6 separate regions of the Mus musculus genome follow, and regions 2, 3, 4, 5 and 6 are each linked to region 1. A link is a contact called in public Hi-C, HiCAR-type, HiChIP or PLAC-seq and promoter capture Hi-C data. All regions are on one chromosome and are shown on one strand. Each heading gives the region's core, a stretch centred on a gene start, on an enhancer-like site or on the middle of the called end of the contact. The rest is flanking DNA. Distances are from core to core; before and after follow the strand shown.

Region 1 (3,625 bases), core at 1,025-3,524:
ACAAAACCCCACACATCCTCGTTAGAAAACTTTAATCTGATTTTTAAAGGCATCTATGGAATGGCGTGTCTGTTTGAACGCTGTGCCGTATACCGGACCTCTAGGCTTCCCCCCCTCACCCTCCAACTCCCCTCAGCAAAGGAACACAGCATATTCAGGCCAGTTGGATCATCCACTGCAACTTTATTTTAAATCATGATAGACAGATTGCGTGAAAAACAAGGAATTCCAACGAATTTCCTGCTCTGGGAACAGAAGTTAAGTCTATATTTAACAACATTTGAAGCTGTCAAGAATGCCTTGTGGTTGGATAACAGAGGGAGAAAAATGTTAAAAACGCAGGCTACTGCTATACCCAAATATGGAAATATTGTTACGTCTGGTGTCTGATTCACCATCTGGAAATACTTACAACCATGAAGTCAAATAGAAAAGACGCCACAACAGAAGCCAGGAACCCTCCTCTCCATTCTGTTTCTCCAGCGCCTCCTTCTACCCTGTTCCTTGCCTTCTCCACCCTCACCCCCTACCCTCCCGAGCTTCCCTAAGATGGAAACAATGAACTGTGCGCAGGAGGAACTGTTCTCTAATAAATCGGCCAGCCGAGGGGACCAGGCCTAGGCTTTGCTTTCATTATTTGCATAACACTTGACAACCCATTGTCTTTAAAAGTCCCCACCCCCAGAAAGCCTTGGAGAACCTACCGCCTCTAGCAAATTCCTCCAGGACTTACGAAAGGGCGCTTTTGAATGAATGAACTTAACTCTTTCCAGTAACAGCTGTCTTCACTGGAGTGTGCGCAACAGCCTCTCCTTCTCACTGGAGTCATTCATAGAACAGGCAACGCAGGAGGCTCTCTTAAGCAAGATCGCGAAGCTGCAAAGGCAGAGAGGCCCTAAATATTAAAAATGAAGAAAAGCTATCCCAGTTTATGAATGGCATTAATAACCCCAAATAGGGTCTTGTGTGGGAGGGGTGTCTTCAGTTGTATGTTTAATAAGATCTTAAAACCCAACTTCCTCTATTACAGTGTTGCCTTCTAAATCCCTCATGTCTCGGAACTTGGAGGGAGCCACTGCACTACCCTTGAAAAAGAAGGCTTCTAAGTGATCCAAAACAAAGGAGTTAAACACATGGACGGGCCCAGACACACACACACACACACACACACACACACACACACTCACACACACGGGGGGGGGGCAAACAAATACACACAGCGAGACACATAGGGGGCGGTGGGGGAGGGTGTCTGCAAACACCCCGAGTCTTTTTTCCAGCTATCCACAGGGCACAATGGTCCTGTTAGAATCTGTTTTGTCCCGGTAGCTTTTGCACCTGGTGATTTCAGGACAAGTCACTCCACGGTGGTCTCCTCCGCTTCTGCTTTGGCTGCTCAGTTTCCACCGCCGCCAGTCCAGGGAGAGAGGCCAGGAGGGTTGACCCGGCCTCCGGCATCCGTGAGGAAGTGGACGTCAGGCTCCGGGAGAACTCTGCACTCGTTTCCTCTTGGATTTCCAATGCAGGCAGTGGGCTGGAACTAAAACTGGGAACCTCCAAAAACAAACAAGTACAACATACCAAAAAAAAGGGGGAGGGATGAGGGAAGACCTCTGGCTGGAAATATGCCAGCGAAGAGGGAAGCTTCCCTCCCCCCCCCCATTCATAAATGCCACTCCGGGTATTAATTTGCAATACACTTCTCTTGGCTAATAAACATCATGCCAAAGCTTTGGGACTTGATCCGAGCATGCCTCTTTGAAGTCCACAAATAGATCCCTGGCTTAGAAACCAACTCCCCCTCCCCTTTGGACTCTCAGTAGATAACTTTACTCTCACCTTGGTTGTAAACAAGCAAACAGCTCGCTGCCTTTCCCGGTAGGCATCACCAAACAAAACCACTTTTGTTCCTCTGTCTCCCGCCCTCCCATGTCTAGGCAAAGATCTGAAGGGTTCACACCAACACATACACCACGCCCCCCCCCCCCATATACCCTCTTCAATCAAAATCATCACCCTCGCGCCCCAAGCATCCCGCCCTCCCCAAAGGAAGTTGTTATTTAAAGTGGAAAAAAACGAACTTTTTTTTCTCTCTGATGGATCTGAGAAGAGGGGGGAAAAGGTGCAACGGAGCCAGGGGAGGTGCTTGGCAGCAGCCCGCGCCAACCAACATTCCTGAGATGTTTGAGAATTCTAGAACGCGCCGACAGAGCTACGTCACTGCAACACGCGGCGCCTAGGCAGGCATTATAAAGGGCGGGCTCCCGGCGCTGGGGCAGACCGTGAGCGAGAGCGCCCCAGAGAAGCGCCTGCAATCTCTGCGCCTCCTCCGCCAGCACCTCGAGAGAAGGACACCCGCCGCCTCGGCCCTCGCCTCACCGCACTCCGGGCGCATTTGATCCCGCTGCTCGCCGGCTTGTTGGTTCTGTGTCGCCGCGCTCGCCCCGGTTCCTCCTGCGCGCCACAATGAGCTCCAGCACCTTCAGGACGCTCGCTGTCGCCGTCACCCTTCTCCACTTGACCAGACTGGTGAGTTGGATTTTTTTTTTTAACCACTGCTTCCCGGTCTGCCCTCATCGATTCCTTTCCCCGGGCCATGATCTTTCACCGCAGGGAAAGTTAGACTGAAAAGTTCGGAGGTAGCTGTTGCTTTATGCCCAGGGGGCCTCTTCCTGGGACGCAGCCGCTGGGGTGGTCAGGCTGCCGGGACGCGATCGAGACACTTCTGGTGGACGGAGCCCCACAGCCAGACCTAGGCTCAGGGCAGTTTACGTGCCTCCCCGAGCAATGCAAAGCAATCTCACGCGCTTCTCCCTCTTGCAGGCGCTCTCCACCTGCCCCGCCGCCTGCCACTGCCCTCTGGAGGCACCCAAGTGCGCCCCGGGAGTCGGGTTGGTCCGGGACGGCTGCGGCTGCTGTAAGGTCTGCGCTAAACAACTCAACGAGGACTGCAGCAAAACTCAGCCCTGCGACCACACCAAGGGGTTGGAATGCAATTTCGGCGCCAGCTCCACCGCTCTGAAAGGGATCTGCAGAGGTAAGAGGCTTGTGGTTTGGCCCCTTTAAAAAAAATAATAGTCCCCATAGTCCAGAAGTTTAGTAATTTTGAGACCATGTATGGTGGACGCTTTGTTGATGGTAGCTTGGCAGAAAGGCACATGATTTCAGCAGTCTGGAATGCAATTCAGAGTGTCTGGGCCCAACGAAAAGCGCATACGGAAAAGTGATTCCTGACTAACTTATTGTTCAGCTCTGGAGTCTCGGGGGAACTGTAGGGAACTTTACCATACATTGAATTGAACAGCGGAAAATATGTATGAGTTTCAGCCTGTGGCGGCGAATCTTAACCTTCTCCTCTCTCTCTTTTGGTCGTCTTTGCAGCTCAGTCAGAAGGCAGACCCTGTGAATATAACTCCAGAATCTACCAAAACGGGGAAAGCTTCCAGCCCAACTGTAAACACCAGTGCACATGTATTGATGGCGCCGTGGGCTGCATTCCTCTGTGTCCCCAAGAACTGTCTCTCCCCAATCTGGGCTGTCCCAACCCCCGGCTGGTGAAAGTCAGCGGGCAGTGCTGTGAAGAGTGGGTTTGTGATGAAGACAGCATTAAGGACTCCCTGGACGA
Region 2 (3,771 bases), core at 674-3,173, 850 kb before region 1:
ACTGTATCTCTAGGCACAGAATCCTAGGGAAGGAACGGTGAGAAACCTAAGGCTGTTTGACTAACAGTGCTCCAGGCCGCTGGGGTGCACTCCTTTAATCCCAGCAGGCAGAGGCAGGCAGACCTCAGCTTGAGGCCAGTCTGCTCTACAGAGAGTTCCAGGAGAGCCAGGGTTATATGGAGAAACCCTGTCTCAAGAAAACAAAACCCAGCATTCTAAACAGCAACCTTGAGACTTAAGATGGAATGGCTGCTAGTACCCAAGCCACAGAGCAGCCACTATCTACCATCCAGGAGGTTGACACTGCAAAACTATTAGTCAGGCTTCCAAATGTCCTGACCTACCTGAGAGTTTGGTAAAAAAAAGCACTTGTAATTACCACCTAAACGAATACAATAGTAAGTTTATGCTAGCTTTAAAATGTCACACACAAAAAGCACCTAGCATAGGTGTGGTACATGGATGATATCAAATGGCACCTAACCTAATTTAGGAACCTAGATTAGACATGTAACATTCCCAAGTGAGATGAGCCTTGCCATGGAAACTTCAAAAACCTGTTTGTCTGTGGTGGCTCGAGTCATCCCAGTGAGAAGCCTTCAGAAGAATTAGGACGCAAGGCAAGAGAAGCTAGGAGGTAGCCACAGAGCAGGTAGGGTTTTCAAAGAAAAGGAAGTCCTCCTCTGGGAGCTAGCTCACTGCTTTGGGCCACCAGGGTTAAGTACCGCCACTGTAATTACTACACGTACCTGTCTTTATTTCCTCCCCCAACCCACTATTTTTTTCCTTCCTGGCCTACTTTATGACAGTTATTATATATGAATGATGATGATCAATAGATCACTTCAAATTTCAGAGCTCTAATCTGGCCAAGACTAAGTCACTTGGATGAAAAGTGAGAATATGATTAGAGTCCAAACCAAGACTGATTGGGCGTCTCCCTACCCTCCTCCTATGGTTACCACAAGGAAGTTGAGCAGTCTCTGACATTTCTACTTGAGAAGAAAGCTAAATAGAAGCCTTCTCCAAAAGCACGTTAGAAATAAGGACTAGCCTGCTGAATATAAAATCAAATCACCTTGGAAACTGGCAGGGTCTAGCAAGGCGACTTATATTCTTGTTTCTTTTTATAATCACCGGGAAGTGTTTCACATGTAACCCGACCTATTACGTCAGAAAGAGGCCAAATCCGTTTAGGAGTTGAAAAAAATAAACCAAACGGTCCTTAGAGCCAAAGCGTCTGAATGCCTAGCTGTCTACCAACAAGGACAGCCTTTCCCTAAAAGTCAACAGCCCAAGACCCGACCCCCCAACCAGACCGCAAGCTCCCAGGCCAGCGGCCAGCGGTTTCTCGGGTAAACAGACACCCCAGCAAGGTCAGCCGAGCACGCCGCGGCGTCTGCTGCAAACACCTCTTTGTTCGAGGCTGGACCCCCACAAAGGTGGAGTCCGGAGACTCCCGGGACGATCCGCAAACAAAAGTTGCTCATCAGGCCGCCATCCGGAGCTACCCAGGCGGACTCGTGTGTGTTCAAAGGACGAGGGCTGGGAGTGAGCCTGGGTGAGACGTGCGAGACGGAAGTCGCTGGCGAGACCCGCCGGGGCCGCCGAGAGTCGGCGGGCGGCGGAAGGGCGGGCCCCCTCCTCGCCCTCGGCCCACAGCCCGGCCAGAGGAGCCGCGTGTCGGCTCGCGCTTCCCCCCAACCCCGGGGCCCACCGCCCGCCCACGCCCGCTCACCTTCACGCGGTTGAGCCCGGCCTCCAGCCGGAGCTGCTGGACCACCTTCTTCATGGCGGCGACGCTAGAAGAACCCGACATGGCGCTCGGGACAGCCGGGCCGACTCGTCAGTCCGGGCAGGGGGCGGCAGGTCGCGGGACGGCGGGGGCGGGGCTCCGAACTTCGTCGAAGTTTCCGGGGCTGTGCGCGCCGCGCATGCGCGCCGACGCCCCCTCCCCCTCCCCCCGGGACGGCCGCGGGCTCCCCCCGCGCGCGCGAGAGAGAGAGAAGGGGCGGAGCGGCCGGTGGGCGCGGTGGCGACGGGGGCGGTGCGGCCCGACGCCCGGCCGGCGCCTTCCGCCTCTGGAGGGGCTGGGTAGGGCGAGGTAAGAGGACGCCCCGGGGCGGACTCGGGAGCGCGGGGAGGGAGGTCCGCGACCGACGGCGGGGTGAGGGACGTGGCCGCGCTGCCTCGGGGCGTCCGTGACACGTCCCAAGTCCCGCCAGCTCAGCCCTGTGTGAGGCGCCCTCGGGTGAACCGGCGGCGCCGGCCGCAGCTCGCCCAGCCCGGGGCCCAGGGCGCCGTAACGGACCCGGGCCGCGGGACCCTGGACGGTCGGAGGCTGGCCTGTCGCCGAGAGGTGCGAGCCGCCCCGCACAGCTTCCTGTTAGCCCTGTCTTTCTGGAATCTGTCCCCCGTGCTTTTTTAAAAAATAAAGCGTTCGCGTTCGGGGATCGTTTGCTCTTTTGATGTCCCTGTAATTGCTGACTTCGTGCTTGTAACTGATGAACCCCAGAGGGGTTTTCAGAAGGACTCAAAAGTTTAGTAAGATTTAAATTAGTCCTGTTGAGACCTAACATCTCTAAACAGGAGGTTCGTCGTGAGTGCTGTTTCTTTGGGATACTGAGAAAAATGACATGGTTTGCTCTGGGCCAACACATCGCGTTACTGAGCAGTTAATATCAGTTTGGGGTTTTACCCAGTCCTTAACAGTGACCATCTAAGAAACTTGGGTTTGAATTTAGCCCTGGTGTGCTTGGGCAAGCCGTTTAAACTGCCGAAGTTAAAACGCTCCCTGGATTTCTTGGAAAAAAAAAATGAAACGAAATGAAATTATATGTGTAAAGAATACGAAAACTGAGGCTGGAAGATGGCAGTTAGAGGACTGGGGAACTGAGCCCTCGTGCAGAGGACCTAAGGTCACACTTCCCACCACCCACACTGGGCAACTCAAAAGCACCAAGTCCTGGGCTACTGTCACCCTCACTGGAGTCTGGGAACGTTTGCATTCACACACGTACATTAATTAATACATAATTTAAAAAGTGAACGAACAAACCATATTGTTTGAGACAGGGTCTCACTTTGTAGTTCTGGCTGGCCTGAAACTCCATGTAGACCAGGCTGGCCTCGAAACCCACAGCCTTCCAAGCATTGTGATTAAAGGCTTGTGCCTCCAAAATAAATTAATTAATGCAAAATGTAACACAAATATTTTACTTTGTGCCTTGTTACCTGTAATGTATGCTAAAATGCAGATTTCTAAGATTAACGTGTAACTTAAAGTTCTACTTTATATTAGTTACAATAATACTTAAGAACTATGGAATGTGCTGGAAGACATTTCAAAGAAGATTTTACATGGTACAGAACCCATTATTAAGGAAATGTTGAGGAATAAACAAATTTGTCTTAGTCTCAGAAAGTTTATTGTTTTCTTTTCCCCAAACTATTGAGCTAGGAAACCAGAGTGTATTGCTGTCTCACACACCAGATGCTATCATAGTTTTATGGTATGTCAAATAAGCAATACATATTGGGATAGAAAGGAAGGAAAATAAGATTGCCTTTAAATTCATTTACATTCGAAGATATGAGTATTACATACAGTTCATGAACTATCAATATCTCCTAGTAAAAGCTTTTTTAACCTTCCACGATGTTCTAAAATATTTCAAAGGCTTTACCATGTGTTTACATATTAGATGATTAAAGATAGACTTTGTTATCAAAATGGGCCCTGGACTTGGTTCTAAAAAATTCCTACAACAT
Region 3 (3,734 bases), core at 346-2,845, 800 kb before region 1:
TCTACACTCTTCTCATTTCAAGAAGCAAAAGGCTAGTGAGGCCTCATTTACTACGAGTTTATGGATGAGTATAATTTTCTTAGCATGTAATGACAAATTCTCACAAATACTATATCACCCACTAAGTGTTGAGTGCCGCAATAAATCAGATTGTTATAAAACCACTTAATTGAGGGGAGGGGCTTTAGGCTGAAACAGCTGAGCAAGTCCCTTGAGTTCCTAGTTAGCCAATCAGAACCAGTCAGCTAATCTCTAAGCAGGTGTCTTAGGGCTTCTTTGGCTGTGAATTAGCACCATGACTGCAAAACTTATAAAGGAAAACATTTCATTGGAGTTGGCTTACAGTTCCGAGGTTTAATCCTTATCATCATGGCAGCATCCAGGCAGCCGTGATGCTGGCGAGGGAGCTCAGAGTTCTAAGCAGCAGGGCAAAGACTGAGCCACTCTAGACCGAGCTTGAGCATGGGAGACCTCAAAGCCCATCCCCACAGTGACACACTTCCTCCAACAAGGCCACACCTGTTAATGTGTCACTTCCTATGGGACAAGCATGTAAACACATGACTCCATGAGGGCCATTCCCATTCAAACTACCACAGTAGGAAAGATCCACCGGACCAGAAACTAAAAGTAACAGCTATCCATTGCCAAACAGCTAATTCTTTCTCTCCCAAAACTTTAATTTCTGATCTTAATGATCTGAGTGCTACTAGTGACCCTTGCTCAAAGAAACGTTAATGCACCTAAATTTTTCTTTTTAAAAAATGTCCAGTTTCCACAGTAGGCAGTCTACAAAAATACTGTCACTATTTTTCTAAACAATGTATGCAAACACAAGCATTTAAATATCTATGTCTCAAAACCAAATATAAGTTTAAGACCCATCAACTGTTCCTTCTTTGTACAAATTTTTTGAGACTGGACCCCCTGACATCGCTGACCCCCAGGTCCAGCCACTGTCATCAACTTCGGTCACGCGATTTTACCAATGCTTCGTGGTAAGTCCGTAAGCTTTATACGCCATTCTGCTGGGTTAAAGAAAAATGGACTCAAATAGCTGTTTTTGCCGCTTTCCTGGGTGGGTGACTGTCCATAAACGAAAGAACTAATCCGTACCAAGTACAAAGGTTAGCAGAACATCCTGCTTTCGGATGTACTTTTGGAGGTGGACACTTTCCTACTAAATGTGCATTGCCTTGGAAACCGAGAACCGGTTCTCCTACCCTCCCCGCAGGTGGCTGAGCGGTTAGCGGGAGGAGCTGGCCTCGGGAATCTGATGAGGCAGGAGCATTACACAGTCTGCGGCCTGGGAAGTTGCCCAACCTCTGAAGGAAATCTAAAAAGAGGAAGACTCTGGTGGTTAAGGCTACTCAGTGAGCGCACAACTTCTACAGCCTTGAGTATCAGACCGACGGGCAAATGAGTGCTGACCTCGAAGTCGGGACGGTGGCGGATCGGTTGGCAGAGAGCAGCCTCGGAGCACGGGCAGTCCCCGGCCGAGAGCCGTGCCAACAGCGGCAGCAGCAGCAGAGTGAATTCCGGGAGGCCACACAGCGCCATGCCTGGGGTGGAGGCTGCGGGAATGACGCCTCTTGAAGGGCGGGCCCTGATGTCCTATGGGCAGGCGGGGCGGAGTCTCTGCTGAGGGGCGTGGCCTGATGCTAAACGGAGAGCGACCCAGCCTGCTGCTTGGTAGGTGGGCCCTAGAAGGCGGGGCTGATGCTGGACTTTGTGGAGAAGTGGGACTTGCAGCCAATTGACTGGGATCCCACCCCGGCTGCTGGGGGCACTACCTATGAGTAAATGTAAGATGTGACAGGGGTCTTCCTTACACTCCAGTGCTAGGAAGGGCTAGGTAAACAGTCTTGACCCGGGTAACTCGCAGGTAACTCTACCACTTTTATTCTCTCCATCACTCTACATCACTCTACACCATTTCATGATTGTGTGGTCTGAACGTTTTCTGCTCATTCATCTTACAATTGATTTTGAATCTCTTGCTTGGCGTTGCTCCCCGCACCCCACCCCTGCCAATATAGCTCAGCACAGTGCTTGGCTTGTAGTAAATAGTACGTTCACTGTAAAACTCCAAGAGCTCCTGTTTTCTTTTTTTAAACTTCAATCGGTTTGAGACCATTCTTTTCCAAGTCTCTACACAGGGTATTTTTTAAAATGTAAAATGGACGGGTGATATTATTGTCAATTTACCAGATGTTTGGTTAAGTGTGTATTGTGATTTTCCAGCATTAAATAAAGAGAATTTAAAGATAAACTCTGTGCGGTGATTTTGCTTGAGAGATATGACCTCAAGAAAAGCCTTTCCTTTGGCTATGAGAATAGGGAAGGGGGCTCTAACAGGGTCATCAGGTCCTGGGGGTGTGACCTGGATTGCTCTGCTCAGCGTGTACTGAATGCTGGAAGGAGAACGCACTTTGAAGATTTGGGCATTTTCTTTGGGGAATTCTTCTGTTTAAGTAGCAACAGGAATAAAAATTCTCTTTATGGCTATAAAGGAAATTGAATGTCATTAAACTCATAATGACAATTAAAACACCCATTATAGCATATGAGTTTAAATTTATTGTACACTCCCTAAACACCAATAAAAATTTAAATGATGTAAATTCTTTTCCCAGAACCAAAATGTTGTCAAAGCAAGGATCTCTCTGAGCTCTCTCAGAAGAGCGGAAAGCAAAGGATACTCGGGAACAAATTAATATATTTCTAATCCTGGCAGACTGGAAAGGCTGGAAACCAGGTTTGCTTTCTTGTCTTCGTTTCTCTTCCTGTGGCTGTGATTAAGAAGTAACTAAGATAGCTTTTTTTCCTGGCTCACAGTTCAAGGTACAGTCTACTATGGCAAAGAGGTCACGGCAACAGGGTCTTGAAGCAGCCGGTCACAGTCAGAAAACAGGATGCAGGCATGCATGCAGATGTTGAGCTGGCCTTCCTCTTCATAATGCAGTCTTGAAACGACCTCAGAAAATGGTGCAGCCAGAGTGGCAGACAGAGTCTCCCCACCACAATTAACTTGATTGTAGATAGGCATGCCCAACATCAGGCTGACGGTTAACACTATCAGGGTCCCTCCTTTAAAGGCTTGATGAACGTGGTGGTGAAGGACTTTTGCTCGGCTACTTTTCCTCTCAGGCTCTGATCTGGACTGAACCCTCACTGTCCAATCAGAGTAGGAGCCGTGTAAAGCAGGTGTGCTTTTCAGCCTTGTCTTACGGGCAGCGAAGCTGACCCACAGGCGGATGTTCCGAGGATCTGATGATGCTAAGTGTGAAGCAGGGGTTTGGCCTGACCTTGCCTTAATAGGTACTCTTGTTCTTCAGGGGTTTTCCACCTAAAACCTGGTATGTGCCTCAGTGGTAAGGCGTGGAGCTAAGATTTCACCCTGGACAATGTAGCTCCACGTCAGCAACCTTAACATGGATGCCAAGTCGTCTCCACTCTCCATCAGGGCGGGGAAGTCTTCAAGCTGCCCCAGAGCCCGTCCTTATCTGGCCTTTGAGCAAGTAATCTGTCGGCTCCTGTAAAACTGCACAGCATCCCCGGGCCACGGCGCCTCCACTCCACTCGGCAATCTCAATGGGTTGGGCAAGTCTACAGTCTATTTTCCTGACATAGAGGAAACTGTCAGCATTAGGTTGACAGTTTAAGACTCACACAAAGCCTGCAGCACAGGGCATCATCCCCTTCTGGAATCACATGGCCATTCTTACCTGGCA
Region 4 (3,902 bases), core at 1,261-3,760, 750 kb before region 1:
TGAAAGGCCTTCTTTCCTAAAGCCCGCCCACATTTGCATTTCTCCCCTTCTCCACACAAAACCTCCTAAAGTACAAAATGTTCAGAGCAACACATCTTTTTGTCCTTGGGCCTGGCAAGTAGCAGCTGAGTGTCTGACAATAAATGCTTACTGAAAGAATAGATTTATTAACAAACAACAAATCTGTTCCTACACAAAATATTGGACCAGCATCACATGGTATCAATCTAGGTTTTTCCATTACTAATAATGGATGGTGTGTTTCTCTACTGTCTCATTCTATAGGCTCATGGCTTTAAGGTAAGATGTACGCTCACAACCACCTAACCATAATTGCCCAAGACACACAACAGACTCACACAGCCTCGTTATGAACTAATGGCTAAGCCAACAAGGTGAGTCCACAGCTACTGTAAAAGATACAGGAAGCTAACACTAAAAATCACTTTTGAAACTGAGCCTAGAAACCTATAAGCCCAGCTTCTGGGAGGCTGAAGCAGGAGAACTGCAAGTTCAAGGACTGCTTGGGCAAGCTAGTAACAAGGCAGCCTTGCCTCAGAATCAAGGCGCACCGGGTTTCACTGCTCAGCAACAGAACCCTAGCCTTGCATGTGCATGGCCCGGCTTGGTCTGGTTCCCCAAGGAACGTGTGAGGTCGTTCAGAATGAAAGGTGTTTGTTTTTTATGAAGATCTGTATGTTGTTCTACTTTGTCTGGGACTCCTAAACTCACGCGTATCCCCTACCTTAGCCTCCCAGGGAGCTGGGATAAAGACAGGAGCAGTGTGTGTGTGTGGGAGGGGGGGGGGCTTACTGCTCCAATGTAAACATGATTCAAGTCCCTGTGGAAAAGTGTTTTCTAGGCGCTCTCTCCCCCCCCTCTCTCTAGCTGAATGCTAAGTGAGGGCACTTTCACAAAATCTGTATCCTAACCGGTTTGGGCCGACAAGCTGGTTTGTCCAGTTTTCCCATTTTAAGAGAGCCCAAGTACATAATTTGACTGGGCTGGGTTGGAGGCCTTCTGGGCTAACATGAACAGTTAACTTTTCCATGGTGCGTACACCTGCCTGAGCAAGCCTAGGATGCTGTGGACTTAACAAGTCTTGTCACAAGGCTCAAGTGTGTCATGGATCGAGTTTCACATTTCATCCTGGAGTGGCCCGGCCCCAGCAGTTATCTCCAAGCTGCTGTGGCCCTGTTACTTAATCCCTGGACCTATTATCTTCCCTGTACAGATGGAGAACAAGAAGGAAAGGAAGGGTGTAAAATGACAGGCTGTAGGGGCCCCAACAGTTACCAAAGAAAACGCCCCGGTTTGAATTCTATCCATTCCTAATCCTCTCAGAGAGCCACTTTGTACGAGGAACTTCTGTGCACACCGGGCAGGACAAAGTGTCGACTGGGAGCACAGCTTTTCTTGTTTAGTTTGAATGAACACTCTAAGCTTCGTGGGCCCACAGGCTCTTGGGGAGTAAGGAGATTGGATGGCTTAAGTTTTGCTAGCTGGATCGACGGTTTTGAATTTTATCCAGCCTCGTAAATGTGTCACGTCATATACAGACCTTTCCGTTCAAGATCAAATTTGGGACTAGAAAGGTTTTCCTCCGGAACCTTGCGGGCTCCATGGTAGCACTATTTTCAGCTAACTCCAGGCCTGGACTCTAAACTGAATTGAAGCAAATATCAAATCCAGAAGGCTCTCATCCTTGGGCTCCACCTTTCATCCAGCCTGGATTCTAGAAGAAACTCCCGGCTCTCACAACTGCATCGGCGTGGCTGGTTATGAATCTGACACGCAGGACTAAGGAGCCTGAACTGTGGGTATTAATGTAAAGATTCCTCTACTGGTGCTGATGGGGAATTATTGGGCAAGTTTTATTTCCTGGGCCCAGGTGACTTGCATAACCCAGCAATCTGCACCAGGAGAAATATGTGCTGACCCGGACAGAGCTCACCATTTACGCACTCTACACCACTGGAAAATCCGGGGCCAAATAATTTCTCAAACAAGCCTGCCCCTGCGATGATGTAAGTTCTTCCCCTAAACGTGGGGCTGGACCACTATGAGCCACCTACCCCTGCAGCAGCGGCAGACCTCACTCGCTAAGTCCTGCGGCAGCCTCGGAGGACTCGCCAAGCCCGCGCGGTCGGGCCAAAGGGACCCCGCGCGCGCCCGCGCCGCATCCCGAAAGGGCGCGGGGCCCCCCCAGCACCTACCTCGCACTTTCCGCTGCAGGCGGCGGGCAGCAACGCTCTCCAACCGCTGCAACGGCCGCGACGAGCCCGCCCAGAGTCGGCCCCGGTGCCTGCGTCCACGTCCAGCCCGGTGCCCTCCTCCCCGCCTGCGCGTCACAATCCCGCCGCTCACCGTCACGGCTCCGGGAGCGGCTCACGCCTCCCGCAGCCCGCGGGCCCGCACCCGCGGCGGCACGCAGCGGCTCCGCGCAGCCTCCAGCCCGCCCGGTCCGCCCGGCCCGCCTCTCGCCGCTTTCCTCGGCGGGCGCCCATCCCACCCCGCCCCGCGCTGGCGCCGCCCATTGGCTCCGCCGGTTGCCAGGCGACGAACAACCGCGGCCCGCATTGGTCCAGCGAGGACTAGCCTCCGACAACCCCCAGCAGACGCCAAGCCGCTCTCCCCCGCGCAGCTGCGGCTACCGCACCTGTTACACCCGGGGTCACCCGGCCGCTGCTCCCCGCCCCCAGCTCTCCACGGGGACAAGAGGAGGGTCCTAGCCGCTTTAGAGCCGGGCCTCTGAGGCCACCCCTGAACCCCAATGCTCTCTGGAGAACCAGGTGCGCTCCCCAGAACGGAGAGACACCGGGGCATTCCAGAATTAGGTCAGGCCCTGGAGAAGGAAGGTAGTGGCCTCTGGAATCAATGCGCCAATGCACAGAAATCCGTGTAAAACCAGGGCCAGGGTAGTGCGCGTGAAACCCCGAGTTCATTCCTCAGGACTGCACAGAACGCATGTGAGGGTCTGTGATCCGGCAGAATTGAAGTACAAGGTCATTGGCAGCTTGAGGCTAGCCTGGGCGTTATGAGAGAAGCTCAAGTAGTGAATAAAACAAACTAAGGCAAAGGAAGGGACCTAGGGAGGAGACAGCTGGAAAGGGAAACTAAGAAAAGGTACTTGTGAACTAGACCTTGATGAAAAACTCCCTAGGCCCTCTCCATGAGTGCCAAGAAAATGTAGGACAGTGGCAATTGGCCAAATCCACTTGCCTCTCCCTACTATTTTCACCTAAAGTTCCCCTGGGAAAGGAAAATGGAGAAACCTTAGTAAAGGGTAGGGTGGTGGGGTTCTAGCAAGCTGTTTACTCAAGAGGAAAAAAAAAAAGAGGTTTGGGGTTAAGTGGCTCCTGTGAGAACAAAACATCGTAAAAGGAACACAAGAAATACACCACTGCCACAGAAGAACAAGACAGAGAGGAACAAGGACTACACATGCCCACAGTGCTAGGTAGAAGATCAGAGTGCAGAAATGAACAATGGATTTGAAGGAGATTGGATGCTAAATACAGGTAGCAAGGATACATCATTACAAAGGCGCTTTGGAGCACAGTGCCAGTGAGAAATTACTGCCAATGACTGTCTTACTCTCGAAGTTAGACCATTAGTGGGGTGAGGTTGCTCCCTCTGCATCCGAGGGGGTGTTCTGAAAGTTCCCTTGTCCACTCTCCAAAACACTCCTTTTCCTCTCTCAAGAAACATCTTAACGTGGCATTTATTCTTTAAATGCTGAGTCCGGCTTGGCCGTGCAAGGGACAGCATGGTATGGTCCCACCCCTGGAACAGAGAGAGCAGGGCACGGGCCTCCATGAATGTTCAATGGCTGCTGTGGGCATAAGGCTTGTTTGTATAATAATGTACATATTCTATGTTCCTCCATCAGGGAATGCTCC
Region 5 (3,990 bases), core at 1,370-3,869, 930 kb after region 1:
GACGCTGTCTCCAAAGCAGACAAATAAATAAAAAGAGAAAAAAAGAAAAAAAAAGAAATATTCATACAAAGCAACTGTATGCCCCCTCCCCAGTACCCTCTCCCACCTGTCCCTCTGTCTGTCCATCCCCCATTCTCTCACCCTGTTGCTCTCATGCTTACATTTAGACCTGTGTCACACATGCTTCATCTATATTTACAGAGAGAGAGAAACAAATGTTACCACTGGCTAACTCTGAGTATCTGAGTGACTGGCAGCTCTCATCCCGCTGCATTTCTGTGCTATTTGGGTATTTTAATGGCCATACATTGAAGCCATTAAATCAGTAAAGTATTTGTCTTAAAATCCAAAAGTGATGTAAGCCAGAAACGTGATGTGCATGTGGGCATGTATACACACATCATCTAAGACACATCCATGTCAGACAAACCTATACACAGACAGAAACTGAAAACACAAGCAGCAGAGAAAGCTACAAATTCAAAGTCAACACCTCAGCCAACAAAGCACACATATAGTGGAGAGTCGGCAAAGGACCAGAGTTCAGTTCTCAGTGATCCTGGGTGGGAAGTAACCATGGGAAGCTACAGGGTCTATAGCTATGCTGATTTCTCCTCTGGCTTCTGAGTGCATCAGGCACACAAGTGGTCCGTGGACATATATGCAGGCAAAATACTCAAATACAGATTTTTTTTTAAATCTTTCTACAGCGTATAACGTACAGATACTCTTGTTCCCTATTAATATATAGTAAAATCCTCACAAATAATCCAACTTTTAGTTTTTGTCTATAATGGCATTAAATAGCAAAAAATACTGTCACAGGCCAAATGATAGACAACAGAAGAAACCACGGTTTGTTTTATCTCCTTTTAACAGGGTCGACGTGCACCCATCCACTCCACCCCCGTTTTTCCTGTTTTCTTTTCTTTCAGTTGGGACTGGAACCAATGGCCTAACACTTACACTTGGAAAATTCTACCCACTGAGCTCCAGCCTCAGAACTTCCTCCCGATTTTTTAAAATTATATAGACCTAAAGCCTGCAGAGAGGTTCCAGAGATCGTAAGACTCCTTTCGTTCTTGCTTGATAGCAGCAAAGCAAATGTCAACAGCTGCGTCTCCTGTAACTATTCTCTCCTTCTTCGATAGCACAAGCTCTGTCTTGTCTAAGACAACAATACGTACTGTTAAAGACAAGACCTACCATTCTCTCACAAATGCTCTTAGTTTTTTTTAACAGAGCACATTGCATTTATTCGATCGAACTGCCATTGTGAGGACCTAAATGGCCCAGTTCTCACTAACGATGTGAAAATGAAAGTTTACGAGCTGGGGGTTATGGAATGCTTGTTTTAAAGGAGAAAGGGACACTGAGCTGGTGTGTACTTTTGCCTCTCCCCTTCATTTCCTTTCTAATGTGAGAACATATGTGTGATATCTAGAGGTTCCAGAGGCATCTTGAAACACCAAAATGAAAGTTACATGATAAGACCTGTAAAACAGGATCTATTGGACAGTGGTTTGGTCCCCAGGATAAAGGAAGTGGGGAGAAGAAAAAGGAGGGAGGAACAAGAAAGAAAAACAAAGACAGGAGGGTGATGGGTTTGAAGCGGTCTTTGGATACCTGAAGCCAGGCTAGGTCGCATGAGGCCTTTTCTCAGAAAACAGAAACTAAATTAGCTGAGTGTAGTGTGGGTGTCTGGGTGGGTGGGTGTGGGGGGAAGGGCTCATGCCTTTATCACACAGCTAAGAGTTGGAAGGTTGAGGCCCTGCCAGACAGTAGGTACTCAGGAGTGAAGGAATGTATAACCGGATAGGAACCTTGTCTTTCTTCTCCATTGTCTCTCTGAAATGCTCTTATATACCTTCCCAGGGGATGGGAGATACTTTCTAAATATGCCTCAGATGACCACCAGCCACCAAAGGGACTGAACCCTTCAGCACCTACTCAATGCCTCACACACAATAGGTCCTCAACAGTGAGTCAAAGTATAATAGGGTAGGGGACAATGAAGACAATCCCGTTCAGCAAAGATTGGCTAGGTGTCTACCCAAGCCATAGGTAGCCTTTGACCCCAGACCCAATACAGGAAATCCGGGCCAATGATTCTATAGTGTCAGTTCTGTTTCCTTTTAAGGAACGTTTTGTCCATGCTTTTCTAAGGAACTTTTGTCCGGGCGATTCTGTCACAGACACTCACTGAGATGCTGTGGGAGGGAATCAGGGTGAGAGCCCAGGAGGCTCTCGTTCTGGTAAGAACTTCCACTGATGCTCTGACACTGGCTTGGTGCTTAGTGAGCTGTCAGGAGAGCCTCAGCCGCGGCTCCACCCAGTGGTGAATCCTCGGCCACCCTGCAGGGGTCGCTGTTCCCATGAGAACCTCTGCAGCGGCTCCACCCAGTGGTGAATCCTCGGCCTCCCTGCAGGGGTCGCTGTTCCCATGAGAACCTCTGCAGCGGCTCCACCCAGTGGTGAATCCTCGGCCACCCTGCAGGGGTCGCTGTTCCCGCGAGGACACCCCCGCCCCCCACCCCACGCCATCGGTGAGGCCACGCCCCCCTCCCGGCCGGCTGTTTTCCGCCGCGGTTGCACAGTCGCCGGGCGGCGGGGCGGGGCGGGGCCTTCCTCCGGACGCGACCTCGGTCCCCGTGGCTCGCAGCTGCTCGGCGACGCGACAGGCCCAGCGTGTGAGCGGAGAGGCGCGCGCTCGCGGGCGCCCGCCCTCTTCCCTCCCCCGCCTCCCCGCCAGGAAACGACAGCTGCGCGGGGCTGGCGCCGCCTCCCGCCACCTACCACGTCCGCCCCGCCGTCGCCGTCGCCCGGCGCCCCAGCCCGGCCGCGGCGCTCCCCGCCTCCCCGCTAGCGCAGCCGGCGGCTCTGCCCGGCTGCCGCCCGGCATGAACATCATGGATTTCAACGTGAAGAAGCTGGCGGCCGACGCGGGCACCTTCCTCAGCCGGGCCGTGCAGGTACGGCGGCGGCGGTTGGGGCCGGGCGGGGTGGTGGCGCCGGGGAGGGCGAGCGGAGGGCGGGTCGGGGACGGCGTCGCCCTGGTACCCAGGCCTGCCGATGGGCGCGGCCTGGCGCCCCTGCCCCGCTGGCCGTTTCCGCCTCGCTCGCCCGGCCGCCGCCGCCCCGCGCCCCGGCAGGCGAGTCGGGACGCGGCCCAGGGCGGACACCTTGGGTTCACCCCGGGGCGGAGGCCTCGGTGCCCCAGCCGGCGAGGCAGGGCACGCCGAGCACCTTGGCGCCACCCCCACCCTCCGCTGCGCTCGCTCTCGCCCTCCGGGCCGCGTCCGACCGAGAAGGGAGTTTCCTTTTCCTGCCCCTCAACGCAGAGGAGCTGCCAGCTCAGTTCCCACCAGCCCTCGCTGCTGCCCCTTGGAAGGATTGTCCCAGAGCTTAGCAGCCCGTGGGGGAGATGGAGATTGCCTGTCCCTGTCGGTGTCCCAGCTTCACCAAGGACGCAGGACACCTAGGATTAGGGGTGCCCTGACGCGTTCCCCAGATGGGCTATATAGAGCAGGGGTGAGAGGAGGACGCGATTCACGTTGTTGTCACATTGGAGGGGACCGGGCACGCTTGGCTTCAGGCGCACTTGGAAGGGAAAAGTTCACTGCGTCTCCTTATTCTGTGATTAAGGAAGTGTCAGCAATAGGGAACTTGGGCAGATTTTTTACAGTCAACACCCACATTATGCAAACTCAGTTAAATCTCGGAGCAGATGTCAATTTCACAACGTGGCTTGTAAACAATCTGGTATTGAAGTTAGTGACATAGGGTAGCAGCAGCCCTCTGTTCCGGAAAGAGAAAACAAAAGTAATGTCCCATGTGCCAAAATCCCACCGAACTATAAATCTCACGTGTGCTGCTTTATTTCTTGATTCATTTCATTTTACTGGCACTGTGAATATCATATTTCGTTATCCTTGGCAAAAGAATCGGACAGTTCCCCAGGGTAATGACTGCCTATCTTATGAAAAATAG
Region 6 (3,955 bases), core at 141-2,640, 570 kb before region 1:
TAAGTTTTGTCCCATGGTTAGATGTCCGGGGTCACAGGTTCTCAAGGTATAGATCCCACCTAACAGGCAGTATTTGTTGGTTAGAGGTTTTTAGAATGGCTCAGTTTGCTTAAACAAACAGTATCGAGGCTGTTCTGATGGAGTTCCTTCTGGTGGGAGCAAGAAGGGAAATTCTAATCACTTGTCCACTGGATTCAAATCTTTGGACCCAAACCTCACTAGCAGCAGGATAAGCAAATATCGGTAGACAGCAAACCCAAGAACTCTCTTTAGCAATTCAATCGAGGGGCATTAAGTGAAGGCTGGGCATGCACTCAACTTTCACACACTTGCAAAAAGGAGTCTGTCTAGGTCTAACATTCACTTTGTCCTCAGACTTACAAATTACAAGAAGGAGCCCTGAAGAGCCTAATGTGACATTCCAAGACCAAGAGTTGGGCAGGAGAAAAGTGTGCAATGGCAGGGGCAAATTATGAAACATTTAGGGAAAATCATCCCATTTACAAATTAACCTCTAAGTGCTTTGGAGGGCCCTGCCCATGATCCCATTAATAAAACTAAATTGTTTCCAAGATTCAGCCAGTCCTTAAATCACAAGCCTGAGAAAATTCTAAGCAGCTTCTGATAGCTGCAACTTGCACAGAGAAGGCAATGAAGAAACTGCTACAAAACAAAGCACTATTGTGGCCCGTGATGTGGGAGATGGGAGACCTTTGGCTCATCCCGCACAACCCTGATAGCGTTCAGAGCTGGTCATGGTAACTATTTCCCAAATCTTGAGACGCACGCACTCGCCTCGAGATTTTACCAACAGACAGACCACCACACCGGTGAAACTAACTGCAAGGTGGGAAATGTCACCTCCCAGGGATCCCGGGGAGAACCCGTTTCCCATCACCATATAACTTCCCAGAGTTTGGAAAGAAGCGCCCCTGCAAAGCGCGTCGCGATGGAGCCTGGCACCCCTGCTCCCGGCCCGTCAGTCCCCAGCCGAAGCCGAAGCAGCCCGGCTTTTGCATCTGCATTGCTTTTTGCTCTAGGGAAAACACGAAGTGGGAAAGCGCAGGGTACGCCACACACCGCGAGGAAAGTTCCGCCCCAGGAGTTTGGAGAAATGGATTAGAAACCAAAGAATCCCCCCAAAAAGCCCCGGCCCGCAGAGGCTCCGGGAACCTCCCATCCCGCGCTGCGCACCGCACTCACCGCTGTCGCTCGCCCGCGCCGCCGAGCCCGGGAGCCGAGCGTCCCGCCGCTGTCGCATGCCCTCGGGGGAGCGCGACGGGGCGAGCAGGCTCCGGCCAGCCAGCAGCGGAAGACGCGGAGCAGGCAGAGCCAAGCGCCTGCTCTCCAGCGTCCGCGGCGACGCGCCGGGAGTCCCGGGCAACTTTGCTAGGACGAGGGGGTGGAGAGGTGGAGGGCGGCCCGGTCCCGCCCGCCAGCCCGCCCGGCCTGTGCCTCTGCAAGTTCCCACGGGAGCGCGCCCCCCGCCGGCCAGGCTCGGATCGGCACGGCAGAAGGCCAGCGGTCCATGGAGGCGCTCTGCCTTGGTTGGGGACCTGGTGCCTATGGGGCAGCCAGCTCTGAGAGACTACCTAAGGTCCCCTAAGGGGACAGTAGCATCTAGAGGCCCTACACAGGGAGCCATACCTCAGAAAGATGCCCAGACTGAAACTCATTCCTCTGACTCTCTCTATGATGGAAGATACCTATTTGAGGTGTCTGCTGGGAAGCATATCCCTACCCCCACACTACTTACGGGAGGCAGGCTCTCAGCCAGGACCAAACCTGATACCCTAAAGCCTGAACCCCAAAGCTGCTCTAGAGTTCAAGCAACCCCAGAGGCCAAGAACAGGTCACCTTTGTGTTACAAGAGGGAACAAAGCCTGCTTAAGTTTCTCGTGGGAGTCATTTTGGCCTCCCGCAGTCAACAGTCCTGAAGGTGCTGTTTCAAAACTGACCCACCTTTGCTTAAGGCCGGGGAAAGGAAAGCAAGAGTAAAAGGCTTCTCTGCCCTAAAAACCAAATTCTGGGTCCCTGCATGCTAGAAGGTAAGCTGAGGACAAGATCCTGTGAAGTGAAGTCATTCTTAGGCAGCCCGGGGCACTTGGGAAACGTCTAGAGTGTGGGTTCGGACGTACTTCACCATCCGTTCAATCATGTGCATTCAATGGGACCCATCTCTGTACCACCGATGGCTTAGTTGGTCAAGTGCATAAGCTCAGATTGAATTTGATCCTCAGTCGAGTCATCTTGCCTCACCCACCCACAAGCCCTGTGCTGGAAAGGTGGAAACAGGACGATCCTTGGGTTTTGCTGGTCAGCCTGTCTAGCCCACGGATGAGCTCCAAGCTCTGCTAGAAACCAGGTGTTAAGAAATTGAGGAAGACACCGGAAGTTAACTTCTGGGTTCCGCGCGCGCGCGCGCGCACACACACACACACACACACACAAGCACACACACATGCACGCAGACTCTTAAGATGAAATTTAAGGATTATCTTCTTTCAACCCTTGTTGGGTCAGGGGTGTCCCACTTCTTTTCCAGATATTTTTATAAGTAAAACCAAATTAAAATTAGTACCACTTAGTAAAAACAAATGAAAACCAGTACTTCAAACGGCAAGCTCGAAGATGACTACTGGCTGGAGAGTCACTCAGAACCTTTTAAACAAACACTCACCAAACAGCCTCCTTGTGCTCTTATATTTCTGGGAAAGCAAGGAGTCACAGCCTTGTTTCGCAAAGGTAGAGGGGGTTTCAGACTGCAGCCTTGAAGGAGCTGTGCCCCTGCTGCACCCCACGTGTCTTGGTGTTGTAATGTGAGTGCTACAAGAAGTTAAAAAGTAAACAAACGAACAAATAAACAAGAATAAAGGAGTCGCAAGCCAGGATCCAAGGATGAGTTTCATGCCTGGTTTGTGGAAAGAGAGAGGCCCGTGCTCCTCTCTCCACTCTTGGACCTGCAACCATACAGACAAGAATTCACACGCCCTTCCCTTTGGGAACAATCTTAACTGAGGTTATGTTGAAATTCGCCGCCCTGGACTAATTAGCAATGAGGCTGCCTCCAGAAGCTAGCAGATGTGTGAAAAAATGGGAGTGCATCAAGGGAGAGATGTAAGTGGTACCGTCCACGTGGCGGGAGGGGGGCATGAAGCCTGCACCTGAGAGAGGAAATCTTGGCAAGGATAGCAAATGGGAGGGAGAAGGGATCTGGTTTCTTTAAGACTGTAGTAGTCCCTGGGCATCAATCATGCCCATTACAAGGCCACAAGCCCGAGAACGTGTGGGGAGCACAAACGGGACTTGGGTGATGTAAAAAGAACAAAAATGAAGACACGAAGTTGGATGGGTAGGGAGAAGAGCGTGGATCTGGGAGGGGTTAGGGAGAGGAGTAACTATGATCACAACATATCATACAAAGATCTCAAGGAAGTAACTTCTCTAGAGAGAATAGTCTACTCACAGATCCTGTTGAATACAAAGATACTTAGGAGAGTTCATCACCTAAAAGCAACATTAGTAAGATAATCCTGATGTTAATCCACGTCACTGATGGGGCGGGGCTTAGATCTTTGCCACTGTAAGGTTCACAAGCACAAGGAATGAACTTAGCAGGGAGCAAAGCTCGCTGTCTTCCAGAGGACCATTGTTTGCTTCCCAGGACTTCTGTGCAATGGCTGACAGTCACCTGTGACTCCAACTCCAGATCCAGTTCCTTCTTCGTGTCTACTTGGGCACCGGTGTGCAAGTAACATCAATAAATACAGACACATGTACATAAATACAAATAAACACAAATCTTAAAAAGTTATCGAAACAGCCATGAAGTAGGAAAATATTAATATATATTTGCTTTTTAAGTTTAGGGAGAACTTAACCAAAAAGGTAAAACATCACAAGAAATAGCCATTGATTTTACTATATGCTAAAAGTTCTATCTGCGTGTAACAAA

The links. Promoter capture Hi-C pulls out the DNA fragments that hold promoters and counts their contacts. A called contact is a pair of places that touch in the nucleus more often than the background predicts. HiCAR-type assays count read pairs that join an accessible place to other places. HiChIP or PLAC-seq counts read pairs in DNA pulled down with a chosen protein or histone mark.
Region 2: a Hi-C map of cardiomyocytes shows a contact between it and region 1, with 2.0 times the contacts expected there. The contact joins the promoter of Gng5 here to the promoter of Ccn1 in region 1. A contact is called at or near these places in 1 of 39 promoter capture datasets (cranial neural crest) and 1 of 484 Hi-C or Micro-C datasets (cardiomyocytes).
Region 3: a contact with region 1 is called in a FOXA1 HiChIP or PLAC-seq map of pancreatic cancer cells. The contact joins the promoter of Ctbs here to the promoter of Ccn1 in region 1. A contact is called at or near these places in 1 of 115 datasets of contacts at active chromatin or transcription factors (pancreatic cancer cells) and 1 of 9 other capture datasets (pancreatic islet).
Region 4: a contact with region 1 is called in an H3K27ac HiChIP or PLAC-seq map of microglia, with 6 times the contacts expected there. The contact joins the promoter of Ssx2ip here to the promoter of Ccn1 in region 1. A contact is called at or near these places in 2 of 115 datasets of contacts at active chromatin or transcription factors (bone marrow-derived macrophages and microglia).
Region 5: a contact with region 1 is called in a HiCAR-type map of astrocytes, with 2.2 times the contacts expected there. The contact joins the promoter of Sh3glb1 here to the promoter of Ccn1 in region 1.
Region 6: a contact with region 1 is called in a promoter capture Hi-C map of embryonic stem cells. The contact joins the promoter of Lpar3 here to the promoter of Ccn1 in region 1. A contact is called at or near these places in 5 of 39 promoter capture datasets (embryonic stem cells, hippocampal neurons, liver and 1 more) and 1 of 115 datasets of contacts at active chromatin or transcription factors (pancreatic cancer cells).

What each region holds. Positions count from the first base shown.
Region 1 is chr3:145,648,634-145,652,258 of GRCm38.p6, reverse strand. It overlaps Ccn1 (cellular communication network factor 1), which reads left to right and starts at 2,274. Exons shown (of 5, transcript NM_010516.2): 1 at 2,274-2,529; 2 at 2,824-3,037; 3 at 3,382-3,625. The coding sequence starts at 2,467. Gm17501 (a long non-coding RNA gene) reads right to left here and starts at 2,182. Exons shown (of 3, transcript XR_003954574.1): 1 at 1,339-2,182; 2 at 1-876.
Region 2 is chr3:146,497,988-146,501,758 of GRCm38.p6, reverse strand. Gng5 (guanine nucleotide binding protein (G protein), gamma 5) reads right to left here and starts at 1,923. Exons shown (of 3, transcript NM_010318.2): 1 at 1,739-1,923. The coding sequence starts at 1,819. It overlaps Spata1 (spermatogenesis associated 1), which reads left to right and starts at 1,966. Exons shown (of 15, transcript NM_001316756.2): 1 at 1,966-2,104.
Region 3 is chr3:146,448,328-146,452,061 of GRCm38.p6, reverse strand. Ctbs (chitobiase) reads right to left here and starts at 1,595. Exons shown (of 7, transcript NM_001293672.1): 1 at 1,432-1,595. The coding sequence starts at 1,560.
Region 4 is chr3:146,403,250-146,407,151 of GRCm38.p6, reverse strand. It overlaps Ssx2ip (synovial sarcoma, X 2 interacting protein), which reads right to left and starts at 2,510. Exons shown (of 14, transcript NM_001355661.1): 1 at 2,217-2,510.
Region 5 is chr3:144,718,964-144,722,953 of GRCm38.p6, reverse strand. Sh3glb1 (SH3-domain GRB2-like B1 (endophilin)) reads left to right here and starts at 2,619. Exons shown (of 9, transcript NM_019464.3): 1 at 2,619-2,972. The coding sequence starts at 2,901.
Region 6 is chr3:146,218,396-146,222,350 of GRCm38.p6, reverse strand. Lpar3 (lysophosphatidic acid receptor 3) reads right to left here and starts at 1,390. Exons shown (of 3, transcript NM_022983.4): 1 at 1,204-1,390.